Regions from separate parts of the Drosophila melanogaster genome. Here region 2 is linked to region 1. A link is a contact called in public Hi-C data. All regions are on one chromosome and are shown on one strand. The core of a region is the stretch at or near the end of the contact, and the rest is flanking DNA. Distances in the headings are between cores, read along the strand shown.

Region 1 (4,457 bases), core at 1,870-4,369:
TGGGTTGCGGCCTGGCTATGCTTTACACTCTATTAACCCACATTCTGGCCAAAGTCGTTGCGGCCATCGGAGTAAATTAAATGGAAAATTCCCATTCACTCGGAACTGAGGCACGTTATCTAACAGGGAGAAAGCAGGGAATTGGGAAGGTAACCTCTGCCAGCACAGTATCTTTATTTCCGCACAACGTGCCGTATGCGTAATATCATTTACAACTGCAAGGCGACTGTCTAGTGAAATATACAAAAAGTCGTAATTAAAACAATATTCGTTGACTATTCGTGGTTGGAAAAAAACGCCACAAAGAAATGAAACGAAATATTCCTGCCAACTTTGTTGGCCCCAAACTTCGACAAACTAATTTAAAAACTTTGTTGCGTTTTTGGTTTTTGGCGCGCAGCAACTTTGATTTACTTTGAAATGAAGTGCCCAGAAAACCAAGAAAAAAAAGCGGGAGAACAAAAGTTGCAACTGCAAAATGGCAATTTCCACCTTGTGTGTTGACAGACAAGTTTGCAAAGAAAGGCAATTAATTAGCATCCGGAATCGGTTGCCTTGGCAAACTCACGAAAAATGCAAAAAGTTGGCCATACCAAGCTAATATTTACATATTCTCCAGCAAAGGTCGGTGAAAGTTTTAAAGCACCATTGTCTGCTCTTCGATGCCCTAATGAGCTGTCGTTCAATTAATTGAATGCTCACACACTTGGGCCATAACAATCAAGTGCTTCTAATTGCAGCAATTATAGCCGACGAAGGCAGGGGCCAACAGCCATTGCCAACAATTACATGCATAAATAGTCGACAATGTGCTCGAGAATATGACGAGTGGCAAGTCCTAAAAATAACACTGCGAGCAGAAACTTTTTAAAGTCGAGCAATTACAATTACAATTACATTTAAGATGTTGGGAAAAGTTCATTATCCTGCTGCTGGCATGACCTCAATCGCAGAGCCAAGGAAAAAAGCGAACCAGAACACGAGCACAAAAACTATCTTGCCTATTTATAACAAGCTGCTCACACACAGGCACACACACAGACCCACGAATTTCGTCGCTTCTGGCGCTGAAATACTATAGAAAAAAACCATAGCACAGTTATGGGGTGGAAAACCAAACCGCCAAACCGGGAAATGGGAAGTGGTTCGGAGAGAAGCAGGGGGATCCCCGCCTGTGGACATCTCATGGTCGCAGTTTGGCTGGCAGCCCAGCATATAAATTATTGAATGATTGCCATCTGTCAAAATTGGCCAAACTCAACGATTAATCCTGCTCGGAAAAATCCAATAAAATCATAATGGCTTTTCTTTTCAAGCCGTTCTTTATATTTTTCAACACGGGGGATCTTTCTGTTGGCTTAAAGGAAAATTCAATTGAATAGTTGCACATTTGAGTTCTTCATGTATTAAATACATATGCAACATGTTAATTTAAATTTGGCCAATTATGTTTTAATTCATCTACAGAAAAAACTACATATTTATAGAAGGAAGCTATGAAGACTTTCTTTTCATAATAAGCCCGTCTAGGTTGTGATAATGTTGTATTAAGTATCCGCAACGTGTACCAGGCCATCGACGCGTGACTTTCGATCATTGCAGTGGAAACTGAGTACAGTGGGCTATAAATATATACGAAATACGTGAAAGCATTCAATCGGTGGAAAGTGCTGTTACGGGTATTAAAACACCGCTCCAGAGAAGGTAACGGTAACCGCATGCACGCTGTAGATACCTTTAGTGTACATATATATGTATGCATATGTACATGCATACGTACATACACACGAACGTGTGTGGTGGGTGTACACTGTATGTAGTATGTGTGTTACGCACGCAGCAGCAAACAACTTTAACATTGTTGTTGCGCAGGCTGTGGGACAAGTGTGAAGTGAAAACCGCCCCCAGAGTGCGAACCCAAAAAGTGGGACTTTTCTGCTGCTGCTGCTGCTGGTGCTGCTGGAAGCTTATGAATATGAAACGCTCACACACACATGCTGCTCCTGCCGTTGTGGCACTTGCAGTGGTATTGGTGCTGCTCCAGTTTCGTTGGCCATTTACATCTACTTTACTTACATGCCTCTCGCTCTTTTCGCTTTCTCTGTATGTGTGTGGCGGGTGTATGCGTGAGTGTGTGTGGGTGCGCGCTTTTTTGTGCCAAAATGTAGCTGAACTCTGCTTTTAGCCAATTTCTCCGATTTTATTTAGGCATTTTTCTATAATTTCGGTTTCATTCACCATTTCGCCTGCCTCGGTTTTACAGTGATTACCCGCATTTGCATATTGTATATGCATCAGCATGTGGGCGAGTATGTATATGTATATGTTTGGATATATGTATGCATGTGAGTGTGTGTGGGAGAGTGTAGTTTTACGCTGGCTGCTCTTTTTCGTATTTTTTTTTTTTTTTTGCCTTTATCGATATGCTTACACTTTTACTTTTCACTGTCCCACCATTTTCCCGGAATCATTATATCTTTCACTGGATTTTTTAACTGCACTCGCGGCGAGCTTTTTCACGTTATTGGCGAGAAAATGAAATTTTCACGCAGCAGCGGTGCTGTTGGGCAAACATTTGGTGTACAGCGAAATTTTTCGTGAGCTCGCTCGCTCGCATAACAGCTCTTTTTTTCAGCTTGCGCAAAATAAGTATTTACCACGCGATTTTGACACTTTTTGCTTAAACTGCGGTTTTCGTTTTCGGAAGCACAGGATTTTATCCTTTCTTTTTGGGTTAACTTTTTGTAATATTTTGTATTCGGGGGCTTTTGAACGGGTTGCGAACCTTTTTTGCTGCTTGTGCTTCTGCTTCTTGCTTGCTGCTGCTGCTGCTTTTTCAGGTCGCCTGTTTTCCTCTTCCACGTTTGCGCTGGGAAATTCACATAAATGCATATAGTTTACACTAGGCTACGTAGGCTGTACATAATATATCCGAAAAACGCGATCGTTTCACTGCTACTATATAGAAAAAAACTCCGCCTAGTTGTCCACTTTCTGTGGGTAGTAGCAGTTGGGTCTCAGTGCGAATACCGAAAAGTGGGTCATCTCGGTCGCGCTGCTGGCGCACTCTGATTTCTACCCAACTGCCAGCTCGGTGCTCAGTGTGCCAGAGCAGAGTGGCCCAGAGAACCCAGAGCCGAGCACTCAGTACCCAGTGCCCACTATTCAGTGTGCGGGGAATCGATTTTTCTGCCAAATGACACTGAAAAACGGGCAATTCTCTCCCGCTCTCAGAAGGACTCCTTTGGGGTTGCAACTGGGTAAATTTCTGCTCAGGGCCTGTTATTGGGGGTTTACTATTACTTTTGGCTGTTATCCGTTAACAGCGCTGTCCTCTGTTAACGACATGTGCGTGTAAATCTGAGATTTTGATTTCAGTTTACCAATCTCTGATTTTCGAAATCAATTCTCGGGTAATATAAAACAATTATTTCCACATCATACCACACCTAATACTATAAATTATAAAGTAATTTTACGTAAATTGGTTAAATATGAAACACTCTTTTCAATTTTGGAATATAAATACATTTATTTGTCGTTTTCTTTTCGCTATGTCTACATTATGAGTTTGTTGCCGTTCTTTTACTTTTGCTTAGTGTTCGATTTTCATATAACATTTTATTAATTAAAATAATTTTTTCTCCATCCTGTTGATAGTGCTGTCGGCCACTAATGTCTTTCGCTTTCGCAGTTTTCAAATAGAACATATCATTAAGTAAAAGATTATTATGTATAGTGTTTAAATTTCAAACTCTAACAATTAAAAACAGTTAAAAATTTAAGTGTTCCGTTAATGTTTTTGTTTGTCATCTCCCCGTAGTACATACATTTCCTGTTTCTCGTTTTTTTTCCACTAATTTTAAATTTATTCGTAGGCGCTTCTCCTAAACAAAAACAAACTAGCCGATGTTGTTTGTTAACAGAAAAAGAATGAATTATTTACAATAAATTGTAAACGAAAAATAAACTCTCGCACACATCGTCCGTCTCCATAAATAGTTGCTCACTAGTTAATTACAATGCTTAGGCTTCGCAAAATTTTGTGTCCGAGTATGTGTAATACATATGTATATACGATATAAATTAGGCCTATTTATTTAGTTACAACAGATTTTCATTTACGTTCAAACATTTAACTTGGACTGCGTCGGGCGATTTTGTATTTAAGTGTGTTGAGTTTATTTGATTTGTTTCGGTCTTGGTATGTTAAATGGTTATTTAAACATAAAATTAAAATGCCACTAATTAATTAATTTGCCATAATTAAAGGATTTAATTCTCTACTCGCATTTACTCTTAACTGTCAGCATTATTTGATTCGTTTGCCGTATTAGAAAAAGTGCACTTATGAATACTGCATTCGGTCTGAAAATAGATAAAATAAAAGAGAATCGGTTAGAAAATCCTTGCTGAAGCAATTTGAATTAGTAATGCAATTTGGCCCCAATTTCATG
Region 2 (4,284 bases), core at 703-3,202, 35 kb before region 1:
GTGGGTGTGGGACAGGGCGGCGTTTCGGCCGGGGGCTGAGGCGATGGCACTGGCACTGGCTGAACGAAACCAATTGGAGAAGGGTGGCGCTTGAGCAGTAGCTGATTCACGGAGCGTGCACTGTGCACATTTTGGTGAATGAAAACAAATAATTGATTGCGCCCAAGAGTGAATCATGCGTGAGGTGAGGTGAGGTGCAGGCAGGCAGGCAAGCGAGCTGGCGAGCAGTTGGGGAAACGAATCCGGGAAATAGGCTGCGACGGAGGCAAACTTAAAATGCAAGTGTGCATGGCCGAGTGGCGAATAAATATGCATAGACGTCAGGCGGAAAACAAGAGCGAGGTGGCATATCGTTCGTTCGGTCAGCAAATTGTAAAGTGACCCAAATTTCGGACCCACGTTGGAGGCTCTCGGGCCTGCTCAGGGGCTTTCGGGGGGTTGCTGCGGGCGTTTAGAAGGGGTTCGAAGTGTGCCAAAGAACGATACGAAACTCAGCGCAGCCGCCGCACGTCACAGCAACTGAAAACGTATAACTAAAAACTGAATACGGCAAGCGGCAAACAGCAAACGCAAAGCTGCAAAATGCTGACAATGCAAGAAATTGCATTCGAAGAAGGCGAGCGACGAGAGTAAAAAAAAAAAATATAATGCACTACGTGATACGTGAGCGAGTGTGCCATGCATCACCGTGGGCACTACGGGCACGGGCCGCACAGTGGGCCTGATTCGCCCTGAGCGCCATCCCAGGCCCACTGTGCCCACAAGCTTGAGGTTGTGATGTGGTATTGTGTTGATGCCGTACACAATGAATAATGAACACGCATTTCAAACCGTTTGCGGCATAAATATGACTGGACGAGGAAGACTCGTATGATAAGGCCAAAGTGAGTGGCCACTACAGTGATACCTCTTCAGCAATCCAGTACAGGCTATGATTTGTATGATTTCAACGATAGTCTTCACATTTATTAACATTCGTTAGTAATCACCGAATGTTACTTTAAAAAATGTGAAAATATTTTAAAGTGCTTAGTCATAGTGATTCACAATACTGACACATTTCTACTCCATTACAATGCAATTTTGGGAACACTTGCTATTTGGTTCTTTCCATAACTGATTTATTTATTCTGTGATAAATCACAATCCTAATTACATTATACAAATAGGGTTGAGTTATTGAAGAGACCACTACTATCTTTACGCCTGCAAACTTGCATTATGAATGATTTTTTGACCATTTTTTTTGGTATTTATATGTATTTATATTTATATGATTTGTTTCTCAACTATTTCTTAAATACATATCTGCACAGTTTTTCACAGATAAATTGATAAAACTGGCGGACGTGCCGATACTTATGCGCCGCACTGTGTCCGAATGCGGATGTGAATGTTGTTGTGTGGCTGCGTTTGTGGCTGTGCCTGTGTGCGCTGCAGTCATATTTCAATTGAAAATTTTAAGGGCGCAGCAGCAGGAGGACAGGGGTGGGGAATGGGTGTTGGGGGCTATGGAGCACCCTCTCACGGGGGTGGCAATGCGACTCGTTGGTGCGACAAAACGGAAACCTTTAAACAAATTATGTTCTCTACACACATTTGGCCATTGTGAAAGGGAAATGTAAACAAAGCATAAAGTTCGATTCTTGAAACACAAACACACACACACATGCTTGCACTCACTCGCACACACAGACACACAGGGCTCGCGATGGCCTATTATATAAGCGCCATTTGCATTCCAAAAAACCAACAAAAAAAAAGCTTAAGAATGGTTTTCCATGAGATGATGCAGTAGTAGGTAGCATTCACGAGATTAAGAAAAAAAATAATAATGTGAAAAAAGACGACACGAGACGCGCTTTCACCTTTTAATTTTTTTTTAGTCAACCGGACCGGGAGAGAAAAGAGCTCTTTGTGGCGCTTTCGGTTGTCGCGGGTTTTCAATTTGTCAGGGCAACGGCGAACTGCAAACTGCGACGGCAAAAAGCAAAGGCAAAAAGCAAAAGGCAAAAACAAACCAGCCCCAAATGCAGTGGTGTGCGTTTGTGCCCCCCTTTGTTGTGTGGCATGGCACTCTGCTGACTCTGGTACCTCTGCGTGCTCGGCTCACCTGAAGCACCCTGCTCAAATGACGCCCCTGCGCTATCGCCCCTGGTTTTTGCCAGTGCAGCTGGGTGCTGGTGGTGCTGGTCAAAGCTGCTTCTTCTTACCTTGAGATGCCGCCGCTGGCACCGCCGCCAGTGGGTCGGGTTTTCCGCTTGCTATTGTTGTTCATAATAACGTCGATTGGATGTGGATCGCCAATTGCCAACTGCCAATTGCCAACCGCCGATGTGGTCGGTTTGTGTCCGATTGCCGGGAGGCCAGAAGGAGCAGTCCGAGTACCAATTGACCACCAGGACACTTTTCAGCAGTCGTTCAAACCTGGCGTTTTTGCTTCTTTTCTCTTCTGTTTCCTCTTTCGCCCGTTTCTGCTGTGCTTCTTACTACTGCTGCTGCTGCTCTCTTGCTTCGGCTGCTACTTTTTGCTTCGGCCGATTTTCCCCCGGATTTACCAACTTTCCGATCGGAGGATCCTGATGCGATGGTCGCGGATGGGCGGGCGAGGCGTGTTCTAGCCAAGATGTGATATTTCGGCGCCGTCTAGCACTGTAACTTGGCTGCTATAAACGCTTTTGTTGCTAATTTTATTTTTTCCCTGCGTACTGTAGCGATAACGAGCAAGGTTGCTTGACGAGTTGCTTTCCGCAGTCGATACTTTTTTGCACATCCCTAGCGCACATCGACGGCGTATTTGGCAAATCGGTGAAAAAAAATAGTGGAAATGCAACAACGGAACGGCACGACGAGCTGCAGCGACTGGGCGGCGGTAGTGGTAAACGGCGAATTTTGTTGCGTCGAAAGACTATTTTGCTAATTTATTAACTTCAATCTGAACGGGGGTGCGTATGTGCAGCCACAGTGTTCGGTATCGAATGGTTATCGCCTGCGCACTCGATTTGACAGCGCCAGACGGTGTTTGCCTATCGATTGCTCCCGGGCTATCGCCTGCTCAAAAACAGTGTTGCACACAGTCGTTTGGGCGCGCAATTTGAACTGCTTATGGTTTGTATTCAATCGCAGCGGTATTAAGCAAATATTTGCTCCAAATCTAGATCACAAATACAGGCGAATCTATTAATAGCCCGGAGCTATCGTCTGTGTCCCAGTAGGTGGAAAACATCCGCATGTTTACCGAATGTCAAGATAGGCGGCCACAGACGACGACCTTGTATGTCAAGAAATTCCTTTTTCCGAGAAAGCTGCCGCCGCTTAATCATTTCAAAGTCAACCGCAAATCCACTCTTCGCCGACCTATGTCGTTTGTATCTCCTCTCCATCATGAGATATAATACTAATTACGATGCTATCTGGTTTACAGCCCAACAGGGTCGCCATACACATAAGCCGTAAATCTGTCCGGTCCACACGCCAGGCGGACCGTCTTTGTAACGCCTGATAGAATCGTTAGCACCTAGTGAAATTCCCAGCCTGAGATTTAATAACTCGCTACTAAGATACTTGGGAAGACATTGTAGGCTACACAGTATCTCTTATTTATCGCAGCTACTGATTATTACGATTTTATAAAATATGGCTGTATAATTACAATTATGAATATGATCAATTATATGTATAACCTTATTCTAATCATATTAGAAATTATATAATATTAAATTCGTATTACATAGGTAGGGCATACAGATTCCGAATATATATGTTTATGCTTCCTTTAAGAATGACTGTCACAAGGTGTCACAGCTTATGCTAAGATATATATTTGGATGATTAATTTGTGATCTTTTGATTTGTCTAACCCAATATTCAAATATTGGTCCATCGTTTATCGATCGAGGTGAGTGAAATGCCACTTGGGCGGCAGTCAAAGGTGGAAAATTACTTGGAGTCCACACGACAGACAGCCCAGTGGGATGGAGATTAATGATCGGGGATGGTTGGGTGCCGACCAGATAGCCTCCCCCACTGCGCGCTTTGTAGCGATATCGCAGTAGTTTCTGCCACCGGTGCCGTTGACATTTCCAGTTATATATTCGTTTGTTCCCGCTCCGGCCGGCGGATTCAAATGCGAGCGCCCAACCCTCCGCAATGTTTGCTCGCCCATCTGCCTGCCGAATGGGCGTTAAGTGTATCATTGTTGTGCGCTGATCTCTGGCTGAAAATAAAAGCGCACCATGTTTGTCGCCTTTTTCTTGACTCTTTTCATTTTTCGTGTTTATCAGA

The links. Hi-C and Micro-C count contacts between places; a contact is called where the count stands out from the background.
Region 2: a contact with region 1 is called in a Hi-C map of the Kc167 cell line, with 2.7 times the contacts expected there. A contact is called at or near these places in 82 of 107 Hi-C or Micro-C datasets (the Clone 8 cell line, the D17-c3 cell line, the Kc167 cell line and 24 more) and 3 of 7 datasets of targeted methods (the Kc167 cell line and the S2 cell line).

The regions. Positions count from the first base shown.
Region 1 is chr3R:15,373,297-15,377,753 of dm6, reverse strand. It overlaps Rbp (RIM-binding protein), which reads right to left and starts at 3,119. Exons shown (of 18, transcript NM_169652.5): 1 at 2,786-3,119. It overlaps Ccm3 (Cerebral cavernous malformation 3), which reads right to left. Exons shown (of 5, transcript NM_142202.3): 5 at 3,517-4,368. The coding sequence ends at 4,284.
Region 2 is chr3R:15,407,119-15,411,402 of dm6, reverse strand. Atx2 (Ataxin-2) reads right to left here and starts at 1,952. Exons shown (of 5, transcript NM_169658.3): 1 at 1,869-1,952.